2 separate regions of the Mus musculus genome follow, and region 1 is linked to region 2. A link is a contact called in public promoter capture Hi-C data. All regions are on one chromosome and are shown on one strand. The core of a region is the stretch at or near the end of the contact, and the rest is flanking DNA. Distances in the headings are between cores, read along the strand shown. Region 1 holds the start of Mrpl13 (mitochondrial ribosomal protein L13). Region 2 holds the start of Enpp2 (ectonucleotide pyrophosphatase/phosphodiesterase 2).

Region 1 (4,551 bases), core at 1,292-3,791, 640 kb before region 2:
ACTTGCAGGCGCTGCACTTCTCCTTCAGTATAGGTCCTGGGGAATGAACTCAGGTCATCAGCCTTGAGAGCAAGCAACCCCACCCACTGAGCCATTAAAAACCAACAAGAGTTTTTAATTAGCTTTGATAGGAATGTTACAGGTCATGGAACAATTCTACTGTCTAATTGATTATTGAACTGGGATGGTCTTGCATGCCTTCAGTACACATCACTTGCAGAGTTCTGCATTACTGTACAAAAGGGGTGTCTTATAAGAAACCCTGTCCTTCCAAGCAGAGTGAATACTTTCATGAGAACCCAGTCTAGAATGTTTTAAAGAATTCGCTAAACTTTACCAACTTCAGAAATTAATAAGAGTACCATTAGAACGTGGACAACAGGCTAGTACAGTGCCTACATACTGGAAATCAATCCTTAGTGGTGAGAGCTGCCCCCGAGACTAGAGGTTCTCCAATAAGGAAGGGAGCCGATTATAACAGAATCATGAGAGCTGCAGCTCTCAAAAGGAGGCTATTTTTTCCTGCCAACTATAGACACTTCCTTCAGCTTGTAGGATCTGATCTGTCTCCATATTCATATTTTCTGGGCCTTAAAGGATATTATCAGATGGAGAAGTAAAAGAGAAGAAAATTATCAAATACATTTACAAATAGATATATTTGTAAAGTACCAATAGAACTAAAAGTAGGGAAGATTTCTTGCCCCCCCCCCAAAAAAAAAAGTAGTGAGAACTTCAGAAAGTCAAAGCAGATGACTCAAAGCTGTTTTTGCTTTAAGAGAATCAGTAAAATAGACAGGAAAACAACACCCACATGTGGTAAAGAAGGCAGAGTGGGAGCTGTAACGGGTTGTCTTTACTCAAGACAAGAACCCTTCCACAAGCAGGGCAGTGGTGGCACATGCCTTTAATCCCAGCACTTGGGAAGACAGAAGCAGGCAGATCTCTGTGAGTTCAAGGCCAGGCCGGTCTACAGATAAAGAGTTCCAGGAGAGCAAGGGTTATATGGAAGCAAAACTCTCACAATGGGAACCCAGAATAACTTTTATAAAAACTTACAACATTCAAATATCAGGAAGGAATAGTAATGTAGTTGAGGTTTTCTTTAAGATACCCCCATAGCCCTGTGCCTCTCAAGTCAACAAGTCTTTCTTGTACTCCTAGGTTATCAAACTGACTGATTTCCAAAAAAATGCTGTGTCAGACTTTGGGGGTGGGGGGTGGTGGTGGATAGGAGAGGAATTTCATTACCATTACACTTCTGTACTTACCAGGGAATGTACTGTCATCTGGATGGATTGAATCGCTGATGCTTCTCTTCAAGAGGTGATAAATATTGGTTGCGGTCAAATCTATAAAAATAAAGACCTGACTCAGTCATCTAACTCAAGAGTTAACATAATCTAGGGCCTGTTTCCATTTCACTATCAGAGGATCTGAAGGCCAGTAAGTTGTAGACAGAATACATGTTGACCAAGTCTATTCAAGTGCTGACACCGCAGAGAAAACAGCCAAGTCTCCTCATTTGTATATGCTAATCAGTAACAAGAAATCAAAACTTCCTTCCAAAAGAAGTATATACGAACTATATACATTTCTTCCTAAAAATGTCTGCTTAATCAAAACAAGGAAAACGTAATATTGAGATTAGTCAAGTACGCCAAAAAAGCAATGCAGCTAAAATCTTTTAAAGCTGGTCATTTCTCTTTTTTTAGTGTGGAATGTTTCCTTCATAGAATGTAAAACTCAGATCTGCAGAACCTATCATTTCTTTCTGTGCTTTCTTCAAGGTGGTAGGAACGCCAAGGGACACTTCTTTCTGCAAGCATACCTTCCCTAAAAGCAAAAATTCGATGACTATGCCACCAGAAGATTCAACCAGGCAAATATTCAGTTCACCAAGCACTTGGGACACTGGCATCTAATACCCACAACTTTATATCTTTTCCATTGACATACTACTGCTCAGTTCTTATAGAAACTACTTCAGAGAGTTAGTTGCACGTTCCCGGGACCATTCGACCTATGCGCCTCCCTCCGGGATTTCATCAGAAACTCAAATCCTTCGCTTCCCCGCCGCCGGTCGTTCCCGCCTCTTCTCCGCCCAGAGCTTACCGGGCTGTTTGTCGGTGCTCTCCAGGGATGTCGCCTCAGTGCCAGGCTCGATCTCCCCACCCGCCACGGATCGAAACTTCCCTTCCCTCCAGGTGACCAGCAGCAAGTACCGATCCATCCTCTTCGCGCCCGGACTCAGTGTTAGGTCTCAAAAGAGCCGCGCGCAACGTGCACTTCCGGTTTCCTGCCGCTCAGGTTGGCTGCAAAATAATGTCCTACGTCGGTTTTCCCGCCAATTATTGTGGGAAATTATTCTCTCAGGAGCCACACTCTCTGCTCCTCTCATAACGAAACCGCTACCGGCGGGGACCCGAGTGTGGCGGGGAAGCAGATGAGCGCACGCGACGGCAGTAGGAACCTTCATGCTCGGGTGTCTGTGTTTCCCGCCGGACCCGTGGTGCTGGTTCCCCGGCGGGGCGGGTGCAAAGTAAAGGACGCCGCGGGTCGGAGAGCATGTCCAGCTTCTCTAGGGCGCCCCAGGTGAGTTTGCGCGTTTCGGGCAGGATAGTGTGCTCAGTACGCTGGCGAAAATGAAGAGCAGTGTTCACAGGGATTTAGTGCAGAAGCTGAGCTTTCAGGGAAGCTGACACCCGTACCCAAGAAATGCTTTAGGAGTCACTTACCAGAGGGTTGTGAGTCTGCCTACCACTTGATATCTTTGTTTTGGCTCCTTTCTCTCCTCAGTCTGCCCCTTTCGTGTCTTTTGTTCCTTGCGGAAAGAGAGCTAAAGTGAAATAATAGGTTGAATGACGTGGGGCAGTAAAAACCACTAAAAGATGTTTATTTTTGTTTAGTACAGTAGGGGAGGGGGAAGGGAAGGTGTGGAGCTGTAGCTGATGTAGCGTAGCATGCCTGGGTTCCATCCCCAACACCGCATAAACCTGGAATTATGGTGCACGCATGTTATCCTAGCACTTGGGAGGTGGAGGGAGAAAGATCCGAAGTTCAAGGCCAGCCTTCTCCGATACTTAGTGAGCTTGAAGTCAAGCCTGCGCTGCTTAAGACTGTTTATAAAGAATGAAGACCTGTTGTAGAGTTTTGACCTAGAAGTCTTAGGCATCAGAAGGATCAAGCAAGCACTCAAGCCGCCAGGTGGAAGATAAACTGTTCACAGATGGGAGATCTTTGAAGGGCTAAAGGGAGAATTCAGTTAGAATTCTATTTTAGTGTACCACACAAAATACTCATTTTACAAGTCAGGCTGAAACATTGGAGTTCTAAGAAGTCCACAATATATATTAAAGATTTGAATGTGGGTGTAAAGAGAAACAAGAATAACTTTTAAGAATTCTGGTTTGGGCAACCGGAAGGCTGACTCATAGGGAATACTGAAACTGAAGCAGATTCTAGATAGAAGAGAAAGAATTAGTTTCTGATATGTTAATCCAAGACAACTCCTAGCCTAACACTACTTGAAGTACATTTCCTTTAAATGTAGTTGTTACCTGTCTATAATCAGGTAAATAACAGATGTGAATATTTAAAACTTTGACAGCAAGTTGACATGTGGCAGTATTTCTATTATTTATCAAGCTTTTTTAAAGTATTAGTTCACATGGAATGTGGTAAACTTGTCTTTTGCGTATGCATAGGCTAGTTTAAAATTTAGGATAACTAATATGAAACCACAAGCTTATAAGTGTATTTTTCTAGCATATAATCCTTGTGTATATGCATATGAAAGTACCTGGACAAGATCTTTCTGGAATAGAGATAATTTCCTTAGTTTGGAGGCATTGAAGACAGTGATTTTATCAGATGACCTAAAGATGTCTTGGAAGACAGGCCTGTAATACCAGCTATTCTAGAGAATGAAGTGGGGATAGTTGTAATTTCAAGCCTTTGGCGGGTACAGGGTGAACTCGAGGCTAAGCTGAGTAACTTGGTGAGACTCTTGTCTCAAAAGCATGAAAGGGGTTAGTGATGGGTCTCAGTGGTAGAGTGCTTGCCTGGTTTCTCAGTTCTCACACACACATAGACATACTGAATCTAAGCTATACTGCTCTGATTGCATAGTTGTGTTTAGCTCTCCTAGAACTGAGTTCTTGAATAATCTTCAGTTGGCAGTTGGCCACTCAGCTTTCTGTGTAACATGCCTTACTATCTTAATGCCATAACAAGAAAAGACCTCAGAACTGGTAATGGAAACAAATTACACACCCACACAAACTAGTGATAGTCTGTTTTTCAAAGTAATTGCTGGCATTAGTTATAGAATACCCATAATAGTGTATAGTAATGGTTTTAATTGTTTCCATTTTAACTAGAATTTTCTTATTCTCTTTATTTCCTAGCAATGGGCCACTTTTGCTCGAATGTGGTATCTCTTAGATGGCAAAATGCAGCCCCCTGGCAAACTTGCGGTTATAGCATCCAACAAACTGCAAGGATTAAATAAACCAGTGTACCATCAGCTGAGTAAGTACTGCCTTAGAT
Region 2 (5,133 bases), core at 1,922-4,421:
CTTTCAAACCTCACGGGGTCACCCCAAACCTTCTTATCTTGGTCAGGGCTTGAGAACAAGGAGCCATAGAACCCTTTCATGAAAAGATAGACTGTGCATTTCTGTAAATGCAACTGCTGTATCGCAATCAAGCAACACACTGCTGCTTTGTATAAACAGCAAAGTAAATAAGTCACTGCTCTGAAGTTCCCAGCATCCAGAATACTCCCCTGCTGGAGCGCCCCAGCTTGTCATTGAGAGATGGAAAGTTAAAGTCCAGTGAACACTATTAGTAATAGATTAAAATTAGATTATGAATTAGGTCCAGCCGTTCGACATGTGAGGCACTGACAATCAAGTCACTGTCGTTTATTCTTATGTTTTCCTAAATGTGGTCCTTGCATGGCTTGTATCAGAACAAACCATTGTGTCCTTCTTGTCTGTCCCCTAAAGTCTCCTTTCTTCTCTTACCCCTTAGAACCAGTGGAGTAGAATCTCGGGACAAGGCATACATATCACATTTTAATACCTGCTCCTCAGGGGGATCCTTATGGGCCATAACGTTGGAGACTAGAGTGTTCTTGAGGCCAAGTTGCTTACCAGGTATTTACAGGGTTAGGGTTTTCTCTGCCAGAGGGCAGTGTTCTCTGAAATATGCTGGGTTCATAAGCCACACTGGACGTTTACAGCTTTTTTTCGCCCCTATATTCTTTTTGCTGTATTGAGCCAGCCAGCGATGTGTGTCAAAACCTTAAACACAATAACAGGTGAGCTTTATTTCTTTTGAAATATTTTGTACTGTAGTCTAGTATTTTAGGTGGATTTTTTTTGACCTATTGTCTACATTACCAGGCTCAGAGTTTTCTTTATTTGAGATAATGAGAGTTAATTGTGTTTTACAGTTGATTCGATGCCAAGATAAGGCTATCCTCCTGACTGCCTAATCTATAATGATTACCTTGTAGTAAAAATCTGCTTGCTTTCTGTCTTGCCCAGCAGCCCTGTTGGGGGTGGAGACATGAGAATTGCTGAGGACTTCTGGCTGCTAGCCTGGCTCGGGCTTCAGTGAGACTCCCTATTTCAACAGAATAAGGGACAGAGTAATAAGGAAGGACACTCAAAGCCCTTCTGTGGCTTCCACACATGGAAAGCACATATACCTTCATATACATATGCACATATAAAACACACACACACACAATTTGCTTAACTATAGCTAGATGGTGTGTATGCATTTAGACACCTGTGTATATTCTTATATGTGTATGTGCATGTTTATGTGTACACATGTATGTGTATGTACATGTGTATGTGTGTGCATGTGTATATTTGTATATATGCACGTGTATGTAGGTGTGTGCATGCTCATGTGTGCATGCTTTGTCCAGTCCCTGATGCACAGTGATCTGGGTGAAAATACAATTCTTTGGCAGAATGGCTCACAGAAACAGTGGCTCATCTTGATCCTTTTCGATCAATGGGTAATCCAGTGCTGTACAGATCATGATATACGTGACCAACTTGCTCTCACGCTTTGTGGCCCCCTCTCTCCTGCACAGCTAGTTTGCTTTCCATAAAAATAAAACAACAAAATACAAAATGATCTTCAGTTTCTGAGCTGTATTTTTTTTTCCTTCCAAGGAGAGCCTAGGTTTTCTTAGAGATGGGTTTCTATGTCAGAGAAAGTCTCAAGTTTCTGGGACCTACAGGCTGGGGAGGCTGGAGAGAAAAGGAGGCCATTTGTTTTCAGATCCTCTGTAGCATGCAGGGTACACTGAAATAACAGTGCAGACCCAATGATTTCCTTTTGGTTTACAGATTTCCCTGAGAACAGCAGATTTGCATCTCGAGATGGAATATATAGTAGAAAAACCTTACATGGGGTTAACATCTTTTAGAAGCCTTGCTAAATAATGAACTCCAGATCAGTTTAGCTTGGCATACAGACTAAAGCAAGAGGCTTGTAGATAAATTCATAGCCTGCCCGCTCTGCGAGAGTCCAAAGCTAAGAGGATCCTAGAAGAGCCACTGAGTGTCTGGCAGTGTCTCTTCTTCTTTTCAATGAGCTGTTTACTAAATTCTAGAGTTTCTAATGAAACCCAGGCTTACTCTGCGATCCACGTAAACAAGCTCTTGGCTTTTGTGCTATCGGGTTTTATGCGAGCAGAGCCACGGGGGCTTCCTTTAAGCAGTTGCTGCCTGGAAGGTTCCTGTTTGTTTACGTATGCACATATGTGCTCTGCAAGAATGATCGTCAAGGGGCCCGGTAGGGGAAAGCCAAAAACAAGCCTCCCCTCATTTGAATCCTAAAGGCATATAATATGGAAACGACTTTCCGATTTAGAGGCTTCTAAATTTGGTGTGGTTGCCAAGTTGCAAAATTGCTTAGGATAGAAGCTTCAACACACACAAGAGCCTCCCGGGACAGTCTCTTCAAAGGAGATGCGCATTTGACAGGAATTCTTGCAGCCATTGCCACTTTCAAGCTAAATTCAAGGCTAATGAAGCTCCCTCCCCTACTGTCCTTTATGCCTGCGTCCTACCCCACCCCCACTCCACAGACAAGCTGACTTTTGTCAGGAATGGGTAGAGACTGGAATGATATTGTCTGTTTCTCATACTCAGAAGGGCTTTATGCAGCTTAAGCTGGCAGCCCCAGTATTTTGATAAAAGTTACTAGTGTAAAATTTAACAACATGAAGGGAAAATAATGTTATCTCTCGTGTGAGTTGCAATTTTGGAAGCTCCCATTGTGTGAAGCTCCCAAGGAATCAGAAGTAGCTGACAATGTATTTATATAGATACAGGGTCATTCCAACTGCCAGAAAAATAAACAAATGGTAAAGACAGAGATTTGTTTGGTTTATAAATTGTACCCCCCCCCCTTGTTTAAAAAAAAAACCCTGAAGTTGGGGGGTTGAGGGCATCAAATAACTACATAGTAAACGCTTCGAGCTGATGGGAAATTCTGGGCAGCTCTGATTCATTTTTATCGGATAAAGTACATTTGGTTTCTCTTTTGACAAACCATGTATTTGAGAGGGAAGAAAAAAAAAATCGAACATGCACTGTTATTGGCCACAGCTACACAAGAAGTCCTCCGGTTGCCAAAGGATACCACATGAAAGTGTCTGTTCAAGGGGAGGGGCCGGTCGGGGGGTGGGGCCAAGAAGGATGTTGCCTTAAGCCTCTTCTGCTCAGAGTTGCAATTTGTGAACCAACTGTGATGAAATCGAGCTCTGCACGAATCAGATGCGCCTGTCAACTTCCCAGGTGGGATTGCTTGGAGTTAACAGCCTGAACGCAGAGCCCCGAAAGCAGAGCATTCAGGGCAAGCAGAGAACACCCTGCAGAGGTTTTCCAAGAATCCCTCGGCATGGCAAGACAAGGCTGTTTCGGGTCATACCAGGTAGGAGGATGGTACGGTGACTAGCGAGGTGCCGAATCTCTCCGATCACTACCATTTGAATTCGATTTTTTTTCTTTTTTCTTTTTCCTTGTTCAAATTCAGACATCATCTGAGAATGCCTTTCCGAATTGGCAGGATTCGGGTTGTTAGGGTCATCTGAACTGCTTCCATGCACTTTGAATGCATCTAATCTAGTTGTGTTTGACAACTTGATCTCCTTATCCCCTTAGGTAATATCCTTGTTCACTTTTGCCATCGGCGTCAATCTCTGCTTAGGATTCACAGCAAGTCGAATTAAGAGGGCCGAATGGGATGAAGGACCTCCCACAGGTAAGAGTATCCGTTATTAGCAGTTTTGTTTCTTTAACAGTACTGTGCAGGGCGATACATTTAGCCCAAGGTGAGAATAGGTTATCGCTTTAATGTTGGAGAAGGATGGGGCTGACAGGTTCCACGTGGTGGTACAGAGGGTTGAGACGGCTGTGTTGTGTAAAGTACATTATTTGCTATCAGAAAGTTCTATCCTAGGAATGAGAAAAAAGGAAGTTAAAAAAGGCAATAAACTTTTTTTTTTAAAAGTGAAACTAGAAATTTATTTATAACTTTGGGACTAAGATTTACTGAGACTAGGGGAACCCTCAAGGTGAGTTTAGAGAGGAGATCTGTGATCGCTGTGTTTCCTTCTGGAAGAAGGCAAGGTGAGTTTTCGGAGCTGACTTAACTAACACAGCTGGAGTGAATGGGGCTCCTTTGCAGTGGGCTGTACCCAGCGGAGTGGGGCTTCATAAAGGAACGTTTGTGCAGGCTGAGGGGGCCTAGCTGACCTGGTCTTAAGCAATGGCTTGGTTAATTTCCTGGAAATTGGAGCTGCTGATGGTTTCAGAATTAAAAATTGCATTCGAAATGACAGGTACTCTAGGGGGCAATATTTTCTTCCCTTTCTCTGACATCACAGTATGTCTTCTGTCTCCCCGGGAATTTGGTGTTTCTCTGTGTTTCTTGATTGGCACTCTATGAAACACCACCTGCCTTTATACCACCATAAATGTGTATTATTAAATGAGGCATAGTGGAATACTGAATCTTCCACATGGCAAGTTATCTGACTTAGGCTTGAGAAGAAGGTTGAAGGTACAGTAGGTGATGAGGGTGAAGGAGCTGCAGTGTGTTTTGGAGAAAGAATGTGAAAACAGATCTTAAAAAACTGTGGCCCCGGGGAGCCTGAGGGACAAAACTGCATTGTGTTTCTTTGGGGAGAGAGGAGAGGGATTGCTGGGCCAGAAGAGAAGGCTGTTTTTATTGGAGGCAAACACTGTCTTCAAAGCCTTCTTTTTGACCCTCGCTAAGGCTGATTGTGACAGGGGACTAGGTCCTTGGCCTGAGCATGCAGCTCTGACAGCCCATGGCCGGGTCTTTCCACTGTGCGGAAAAGGAACCAATTTTCTGCTTTCTTTAAATGATAGTGGCAGGAATCGATGCTGTTTCTTTGATGACTGCATTATTTTCAAACTTGGCCATTATTTTTTTTTTTGGACTATGGATCATCAAAGTACCAGCCTGGGACCCTGAGTCCATATTAATAAGTGCTCCTTTCACAGGCAAGTCACTTGTAATGCCTCAGCCCTCAGCAATGAGCATCAGTTTAGAAGACTTTATCTTCTAGATTGTTAAAAATAAAATAATAAAAAAACATTTCCTCCATCCTGTTTCATCTCCTATTAAATGTGTGTGATCTCTACCAGAAA

What was found. Capture Hi-C pulls out chosen DNA fragments and counts their contacts.
Region 1: a contact with region 2 is called in a promoter capture Hi-C map of adipose tissue. The contact joins the promoter of Mrpl13 here to the promoter of Enpp2 in region 2. A contact is called at or near these places in 2 of 115 datasets of contacts at active chromatin or transcription factors (T-cell acute lymphoblastic leukemia and bone marrow-derived macrophages) and 1 of 9 other capture datasets (adipose tissue).

The regions. Positions count from the first base shown.
Region 1 is chr15:55,555,302-55,559,852 of GRCm38.p6, reverse strand. Mrpl13 (mitochondrial ribosomal protein L13) reads left to right here and starts at 2,541. Exons shown (of 7, transcript NM_026759.3): 1 at 2,541-2,595; 2 at 4,410-4,533. The coding sequence starts at 2,569. It overlaps Mtbp (Mdm2, transformed 3T3 cell double minute p53 binding protein), which reads right to left and starts at 2,445. Exons shown (of 22, transcript NM_134092.3): 1 at 2,116-2,445; 2 at 1,272-1,352. The coding sequence starts at 2,233.
Region 2 is chr15:54,918,184-54,923,316 of GRCm38.p6, reverse strand. Enpp2 (ectonucleotide pyrophosphatase/phosphodiesterase 2) reads left to right here and starts at 3,171. Exons shown (of 25, transcript NM_015744.4): 1 at 3,171-3,388; 2 at 3,619-3,718. The coding sequence starts at 3,356.